Linked DNA regions of Mus musculus: regions 1 and 2 are each linked to region 3. A link is a contact called in public HiChIP or PLAC-seq and promoter capture Hi-C data. All regions are on one chromosome and are shown on one strand. The core of a region is the stretch at or near the end of the contact, and the rest is flanking DNA. Distances in the headings are between cores, read along the strand shown.

Region 1 (2,700 bases), core at 96-2,595, 1.0 Mb before region 3:
TGACTTCGAGGCCCCGCACCACTAAGGAAACCCTCCAGAACCTGGCTGGTCTGAGATTCCAAAGCGAGAAGAATCTTGTGTCGCAAAGTTCTAACCTTTGCCTTCCCGTGGTGTCTGTGTGCAGAGGAGAAGCCCCTCTTATTACCTTAGCAGTGGATTGAGTTTCAGCCTTTAGGTGCCTAATGGCAGCAGATCCTGAGAACGGATGACTTAATGAATGTACACCTCTCATAAACTTCCTGGCTATAGTAATGCCAATGCATGAAGTTCCTGACTGTTGTAATGCGAACGATTGTGCATTATCAGTGTGTGGGACTTAATAGAAAATGCATGCAGTGAACACCTAGGAGAAATTAAAGGTATTGCCTTAAAAAGTGGCATGATGGGAAAATGGAGGAAATAGACCTTAGATGACATTGACTTTCATGCAGTACTCGGCTTGGAAGATCATCCTCAACTTGGATTCAGGAAAACATAAAGAACCAGCTCACGGACCGTTTAGAATGAGAATGTATTTAAATTGAAAGAATCATACATCTTTTCTGCCTTTGGAAGGATTTAATGATAGTCCAACTAGGATAAAAATAAATTTTATACAAATATATAGAAACACTAGAAGCAGGCTGTTAAATGTTTTCACTTTTAATATGAAGAGATGGGTAATACGGAGTGGAGTAAAAACTTACTGACCTTCGTGTTTTGGATAAACTGTCCAGGACCTTATGCTGAAAACTTACCCATTTATTTCAACGTTATTGCTTGTTTTGTTGTATATTGCAAATTTTCAGTCATCATCATAGGTGGTCGTGGCTACATTCTGCTTATCCTTACTATCATACAATTGATCTGATTTAAATATTCTATACCTGACTCTTGTAGAAGCTTACCTTCTTTATTTAAGGAGGTGTGAGCTATTACCCTTCGGATTGTAATAATTAAACTTAGTTGCAATTTTCATGCAAAACCAAATTGTCTAGTTAAAAAACAGCTCTTAAGTGGACTGCTATGCTTATCGTTTAAAATAGATCGTTTTTTATGCTGCCATTTACTGAAATAACATAAATACCTCATTGTTTTCGTTCTAAGAATTGTGGTAACTTAAAGAAACTGCAGATAATTTAAGGCATTTAAGAATGGACTTTTACATTGGCTATGATTTATGAATTATTTTTCTTAAAAATCAGTATACTATATCTTCCTTGTTAGCGTATTTAAATTAAACATATACCAATGTTTATAATTTATTCCAACCCGAAAAGTTATTTCTAGTTTGTGTGTGTTTGTGTGTGTGTGTTTGTGTGTGTGTAGGAGAGAGAGAGAGAGAGAGAGAGAGTATATATGAAAGAGAGAGACTGTATATGTATTCACTACATCAACTTCAGTATATTCTTTCAGTTACTATCTTGCCCACAAAATATGAACATGTTAAATTTTTACATATACATGTGTGTGTGTGCATGTGTGTGTGTATTGGTTTCCTGAGCATTGGAGAAAAAGGTATAATGGAAATATTACTAGGACTTTTTTCTGTGGTTTGCCTAAAGAATTCCATTATGATGTACATAATAAGTAGTTCCGTGAGCTATGGTTCTACCTGTTGCCAAGCAGCAAAGGCTCTTTTTGTGTTTTTTTATTATTATTATTATGTCCTATTTCTATACTGGCCTATCTCCCTTTCAGCAGAAAAAAATTACCTTAAGACTTTTTAAATGACTAACATTTAGAAAATTGAATTAATTTTATGGTGGATTAATCCTAATCTTCCATTACTGGAAATATGGGTTTTTAATAGTTAAATGGTAAAAAAAAAAAAAAAAAAAAAAAACAAAGGAATTTAATTCATAATCCTCAAAACTGATGAGACAGTACATGGATATGGAGGTCAAGACCATGCCTGGGAAGATCAGTATCCCTAGAAGGTTCATCTTCTCAGAAGGAAAGGCTATTGAGCATCCAGATTACCCGCACTACAGTAACCTCTTACAGAAAATGAACATGCCCTCTGTGAAAGGACTTGAAGACAGACATAACTGTGTCAGATTTGAAAAGAAATGCAACCCTACATTTTTAAAATTTCATCCTTATCCACCTTCAGTCTTGCCGGACTATCATCTTCACTACCCCTATCCCCCACCATATGGGAGGGCATATCCATTAGCACCATTGCGTGACGATGTGCCCTTGGGTGACCCCTGCTCAGGATTTATGAGTCCTGGTGGAGATGCTAATTTAAAGCCTAATATAGGCAGAGCCATACCAAACCTGGTGAGTTTCCATGATGTGAAACCTCAAAATCGAGTTCCTAGACCAGACAAAGGATTTCAAACAACAATAAAAAGGCAAACAATACTTGCAGAAGAACTAAAACAGGATAGGAGATGGAATTCCAGGAAAGTGCCAGACATTTCCATCAAGGCAAAGCTTGGAGGTAAGTAAAGCAACATAGTTTTTATATGTTCTTCAAGTGACGCAAAGGAGAATGAGCTTGAGATTTTTTTAAATTTTAGCAGTTAAATTGACATAAAATGACTGAACAAATTATTTTCAATTGGATTTTAAGAAGGTCTTACAAGTGATACAATGTATAAATCTGCTTGTAAAACACAAATGATTTTTTTTAATTTAAGTTTAATTGGTCAACAGCAAATATATTAACAATTAATTTATTTTAATTATACAGATAACTTATTTTACAAAAGA
Region 2 (2,700 bases), core at 45-2,544, 1.7 Mb after region 3:
AAGGGACACACAGTCCCTCTGACAGGACGCTTTGCTTTCAGAAAACAAGCCTGGGCATGATTTCTAGTCTATATTAAAGTAAGAAAGTTTATTTCTTTATATACTCCTAAAGAGGTAGTTGTTCATAGTCCTGAAGCTGGGGTCTCCTTTCCAGATGCTGGGAATTTAACACACATCCTGGAGTCCTTTACGTTAGTGAAAAGCTGGTGTGTGGGAAGATTTTGTGCATTCCTGGGCCAGGCTTACCTGAGAATATCTCCAAGAGGTAGCCTTGTCTGAAAACTACTGAGTTGTCTATAACTGAGAAAAGGGGAAAAATAAGTAAAACATTTTTCCTAGGTCTTAACAATCAATCCTCTATCTTTACAGTATAGGAACACATTCCTGCTTTCAGAACATTTGCATCCTCCACAGAAGAAACATTGGATGGTGTTTAATATTTGGTGTCTGCCTTGTATCACTTAATACTCTGTCCTCCAATCAATCCATGTTGACTAGAACAGAACAAACTATATACATATACTAAAACATCACAATGTATCCTGTAATTTTTCAGTTATTTTCTTTATATTTCACAAGTAAAATCAACATGACCATCTTCCTAAATCCATCTGGAGTTAGAACAATTTTGTGTTGTGTGATGGAGATAATTCTTGTTGCAGTCATCACTGGATAGATTTATATTCCCATATTGGTTCCTGAATAAGCATCCTCCACTGATAGTTGAGAATGCCTTATGACTAAATTCCTGTGTTTGCCTACAGATAGCCTGCTTTCTGTGGTATATGAAACAAGGTAACAGAACATATGAAATGAATCTCTCTTATATATAGTAATGGGATTTATTAGACTGATTTACAGGTGGAGGTTACGGTAATCCAACACTGAAGGTATATGAACAGAAATACCAAGAATCCAGTAGTTGTTCATTCCATGAGCCTGAATGTCTCAGGTCTCCCATATACACCTAAACTCTGAAGAAGTAGGCTCGAATGCCAGTGAAGAAATGTACTTGCTAGGGAGGCAAGAACAGGCAGACAAAGAGGCAGAGCTTCCTTTTCCCATGCCCTTTATAAAGGCAGATGTGTCCCAGGTTAGAGATAGAGCTTAAACCTAAACAATGTGGATTAATCTTGTGTCTTCTCACCTCAAAGATACAAACCTGAAATGAATCGTCCAACTTCAAATGATCTAAGCAAAATCCCTTTCCAAGTGTGTCCAGCCACTTTTGGGTTTCAGTTAATTCCAGATATAGTCAAATTGAAAACTGAGAATAGCCATCATATTCAGGGAATGCTAATGAGAGGTTCCTACCTGTTGGTATCAGGACCTCTGAAACCCGTGACATCACATAGGCATGACCTGAACACCTGTTGCCAAGGTAACAGCCAACATATTCACAGAATCCACTTGGCTCACGTCCTACCTTTACCTGTGACTATGTCACCATCCATATAAAATGTCCCCCATCTCCCTGATCTCTCTTTCTCTATCCCCTTCTCTTTCTGCTGTCACCTTGCCCCTTTCTCTCTCAATAAACCACACGTGGCACTGTTTGGCCTGGTGTGGTCCTTCTGAAGCCGTGCAAAGATCACAACACTACCAACCTTTGTCCTGGCAATATACAGATTCAAAAGATTTCCTTCTCACTTGTTATCTGACCCACATTCTTGATAACTTTGTCTCCAAGTTAAAGATTTTTATGCTGCATTGTCTCTGCATGGTCCCTCCTATTTGGCTAACCTCTATGGAGGGATCTGGTCTAGGACAGAAGGAAAGGGATCTGAGGGATGGACAGCACTCTATTCCTTCCTGCCAAGTGAGCAGAAGGAATTTAAATTCCTTTACCTCCTTAGGTTTCTATGTAGGTCTGAAGCTATGAATACACTCTTGCTTTCTTTCACATGTTATGTCGGCCTGAAGGGGATAATCATTAATAAATCATAGAATGTCCTCCAGGTGTTCTTCAAGGTTTACCTGTAGCTATGCTGATGGCTTTCATAGTCATGACTAATTATGAATTTCTTACCAAACATATGATTCTAACAGAGCAGTGTTAAACACAACCTATTTTTGGGGTGATTTTCAAGATTAAATTTCCTTTAATTAGTATTTTTGTCTACTGAGAAGCATTGTTTAAGTTCAATATGCCTCGTGGCCTTACTACAGTTTTTACAGAATTTGAAAAAATACAGAGAGAATGGGTAAAAAACAAGTTTTGTTACAGTAGCATTGGAAACTAATTGAAGGAAAGCTAGTTTCTTCCAGCCAAAATGCAATCTACTCCCTTGTAGAGGCTTGCCTTTGTCTCTTCCCTTAAGGGTTGATCCTGTTAGACCAATGAGAATGTCTGACTTACCATATACCATGATAAAAAGAGGAAAAGGTAAGTATTCCCTTAATGAGATGATATACATTTCTTTCCCAGAATTCTTGTTCTCTGGGAAGTGGAACAGCAACCATGTAACTGTGTTAAGCACCCCTCACCCCTTGCTTTTCTGAGTCCTTACTTTTTTCCTTATTCTTTTGTTAATTTTTTTTAACTATTTTTTTATGACTTTGGATATTTGTCAAAAACTTGACATGCTTTTCCAGACTCACCAAGTTTCCTTACTCTTTTTCTAAGTTTCTTCCTGTTAGCATGCTGTCTAAACTCCACCCCCACAGTTACCTGACAACAGTCAGGTAGGTCTGACTCAC
Region 3 (2,700 bases), core at 179-2,678:
TAACCACAACCACACCTTAGCGAAGAAAAGTCTTAAAAAAAAAATTCCGTAGCTTCAAGATTATGAGTTAGAAATGTATCTTACTTTTTTGGAAGCCTCCAGGGGAGATTTTAAGAATAAAGAACTGGTTTAGACGGCTTTTATAAACACTTGGGCAACAAAGTCAGTGGGCAAGGGATCGGGTGAGTCAGTGGGACATAACTGCTAAAGAAAAGAGATTTGTTGTCCCCAGTGCCGCCTTAGAAAATCCAGCTGCTCAAGTGGAAAGTGGGCCATTTCGGGAGCAGGTGCGGACCCACCCCAACTCATTCCATTCGCAACACTCATAACACATTTGCTCCAGAAAGAAGAGGTCAAAAGCCAGCCCCACGGCGCTCTCTGAAATCTACCAAGTCTGCAAGGGTTGTCAACTGTCCTGGCAGAGATGGGCACGGAGGGGCACGATTCGGGGAGTTGGGGTTAAAGGGCAAGTCTATTTGACCTGTGTTAGGCAAGTTTCTCTTGGGCAAGTAAAATCCTCAGTGTGACAGGGAATCTCTGTCCGCAAGGTGTGGAGACAGCAAAAAGAAACTAAAAGGGTTGAGGCACTAGAGGATCCTGAAGACAGGATTGACAGCTCTGCTTTACAGGTCCGATGAAGAAGGTCCTCACCTCTTCAGACACAAGGGAGATCCCAGCACAAAGGCTTGGGCAGAAGAGTGTTCATGAAGTCCCTTCCCCACACACCTCCCCAGATCTCCTGGCTACATGGGTCCCAACAGACCAAGTACCCCCTTGTCATTGAGGTAGGGAGCAGCGGGCCACAGGGCCTGCGAGGAGTGGCTGGAGGAACCTGTGTATGGGACCAGACAGACTCAGCTGGAGTTTCAGGCCTGGATTTTCCTTGTCCCCCTCCGCCCGTAATTGCCACTATTGCAAGGGGCTGAAGGCAGCTCAGAGCTGGGGTTCTGCACGGAGGGACAGCACTCCCTCCACCCACCCACCCCCCAACACACACATACACAAACATACACAAGGGCTTTCACAGCAGCACCTCTCGCAGAAAGTGTTCCCGAGCAAGGCCTGCCACGGTTACCGGAGCAACGACCCAGGCGCCCCAAGTCCTCAACACCTCGGGAAGAGCCACGCCCGCCCTCGTGGGCCCGCTTACCCTGTGGGGGGCTTGGCCGCCAGTGCACGCGGCGCGTCCATGGAGCCGGCGGGTTGCTCTGCCGGCCGACTGGGGCGCTGGCTGCGGCGCCGCCGTCCTCATTCACTTTTTCCGCGCTGACCCATCGTCCTCCCACGCGGGGCTAGCGAGGACAGCGGCCGTGCCGAGAGGACGGAAGCGACCTGGGGCGTCCGGGCGGGCGGGGGCGTGCGGAGAGAGACGGACGCGGCTACCCCGGGCGCGGGAGCAAGGTGCGCCGCCCCCCGCCAAACTGGCTCAGCCGCGCCCACCGCGGCGCCGCCCCGTGCCCGCGCGCCGCTCCCCAGCGCCCGCCTCTCCGCGCGCCCCCGCTGCCCGCCGGAGCACACCTGGGCGGGGCGCGCGCCCCGCGGTGGGCACCGAGTCACCTGCCCAGCCGGCTGGAGGAACTAAGCGGGCAAATACCTGGCCACCTGTGGCTGCGCGGGGCGAGGCGGGCCGACTAGGCTGCGAGAACCGACTTGAAGGAAGAGAGAAAAATAGACGGTCTAGCGCCTCAGTTTCTGCCCCAGAACCTAAAAGAACCTTTGTTAGAACTAGAGATCTACTGTAAGGGGAGGGGAGAGTGGTCCAAAATGAGGTCCTTGGTGTGCAGCATAGGAAACTGGAGAGGGACGCAGCTTGGGGTAAAGGGGCACACCTTTTTCTGAGAAATCAGAAAGCAGTGAGGCTGGAGTGTGGACATCCAGTGCCAACAAGAACTGCACCTGTTTGGATGCATGCTTCTGCTTGCCAGCCTAATTGCCTGGATAGTAATGAATGCTACTGTGGCCCCAGCCCTGTGATTCCCATGTTGAGTGGTGAGCAAAAATACCAGCAGAGGCAGCAGGTGCTGAGGCCTCACTGCAAGTCAACCTGAGGACCCAGCACCACTAAGCTTCCCTTCTCCAGCCTGCTAATTGACCTTAGGGGAACAGGAAAAGAACCTGATTGCTATGAAGTTCCGCCCTTCAAATACAGCAGTTGTACTAGGTTCTCAGGATTGGAATAAAATGCCAGTAAGAGGCAAAATTCTGTGACTGAACTCTGTATCCAGAAGCTTGCCTAAGCTTTTCTTCCTCTGAACCCCAACTTTCTGTTTAAGGAAAGAGGGGAGACCAGTGTACAAAATACAAGTCCTGCAGTAGCCTTCTTTGCTCCAGCCACAGTGCCCACTCAAAGCAGGTGAACCACTTCATACCTACAGCAGAGCCTGGCTTCCTTTTGAACACAATACTCAGAGCATTTCCCCACCCGAGGGCTTCTGGGATCTGCAATGTGTATCCTGCAGGCTCTGCTCAGATACCTGCTCCTCAGGGAGCTCTTTTCTGACCTCTTTGTCGCAAAGGACATCCCCACTCTCAACTCCCATCTGCTTCTTGTCCACTGTCTTGAGTTTTGTTTGATACTCTTGCCGATTGTCTTGATATTCCTCATGGAAGCATATCACTTTATCTTCTGTGTGTGTGTGTGTGTGTGTGTGTGTGTGCGCGCTTTATATGTCTGTTTATAATCAAAATGCTTACATGCTT

Evidence for each region. Promoter capture Hi-C pulls out the DNA fragments that hold promoters and counts their contacts. HiChIP or PLAC-seq counts read pairs in DNA pulled down with a chosen protein or histone mark.
Region 1: a contact with region 3 is called in an H3K27ac HiChIP or PLAC-seq map of embryonic stem cells, with 3 times the contacts expected there. The contact joins the promoter of Spata48 here to the promoter of Cobl in region 3. A contact is called at or near these places in 4 of 39 promoter capture datasets (the 3T3-L1 cell line, cranial neural crest, hippocampal neurons and 1 more) and 1 of 115 datasets of contacts at active chromatin or transcription factors (embryonic stem cells).
Region 2: a promoter capture Hi-C map of stem cell-derived epiblast-like cells shows a contact between it and region 3, with 4 times the contacts expected there. The contact joins the promoter of 4930554G24Rik here to the promoter of Cobl in region 3. A contact is called at or near these places in 2 of 39 promoter capture datasets (liver and stem cell-derived epiblast-like cells).

What each region holds. Positions count from the first base shown.
Region 1 is chr11:11,462,399-11,465,098 of GRCm38.p6, forward strand. Spata48 (spermatogenesis associated 48) reads left to right here and starts at 1,346. Exons shown (of 9, transcript NM_001347068.1): 1 at 1,346-2,428. The coding sequence starts at 1,858. It overlaps Zpbp (zona pellucida binding protein), which reads right to left and starts at 21. Exons shown (of 8, transcript NM_015785.2): 1 at 1-21.
Region 2 is chr11:14,177,747-14,180,446 of GRCm38.p6, forward strand. It overlaps 4930554G24Rik (RIKEN cDNA 4930554G24 gene), which reads right to left and starts at 1,295. Exons shown (of 4, transcript NR_131011.1): 1 at 1,163-1,295.
Region 3 is chr11:12,463,532-12,466,231 of GRCm38.p6, forward strand. It overlaps Cobl (cordon-bleu WH2 repeat), which reads right to left and starts at 1,429. Exons shown (of 15, transcript NM_172496.3): 1 at 1,151-1,429. The coding sequence starts at 1,191.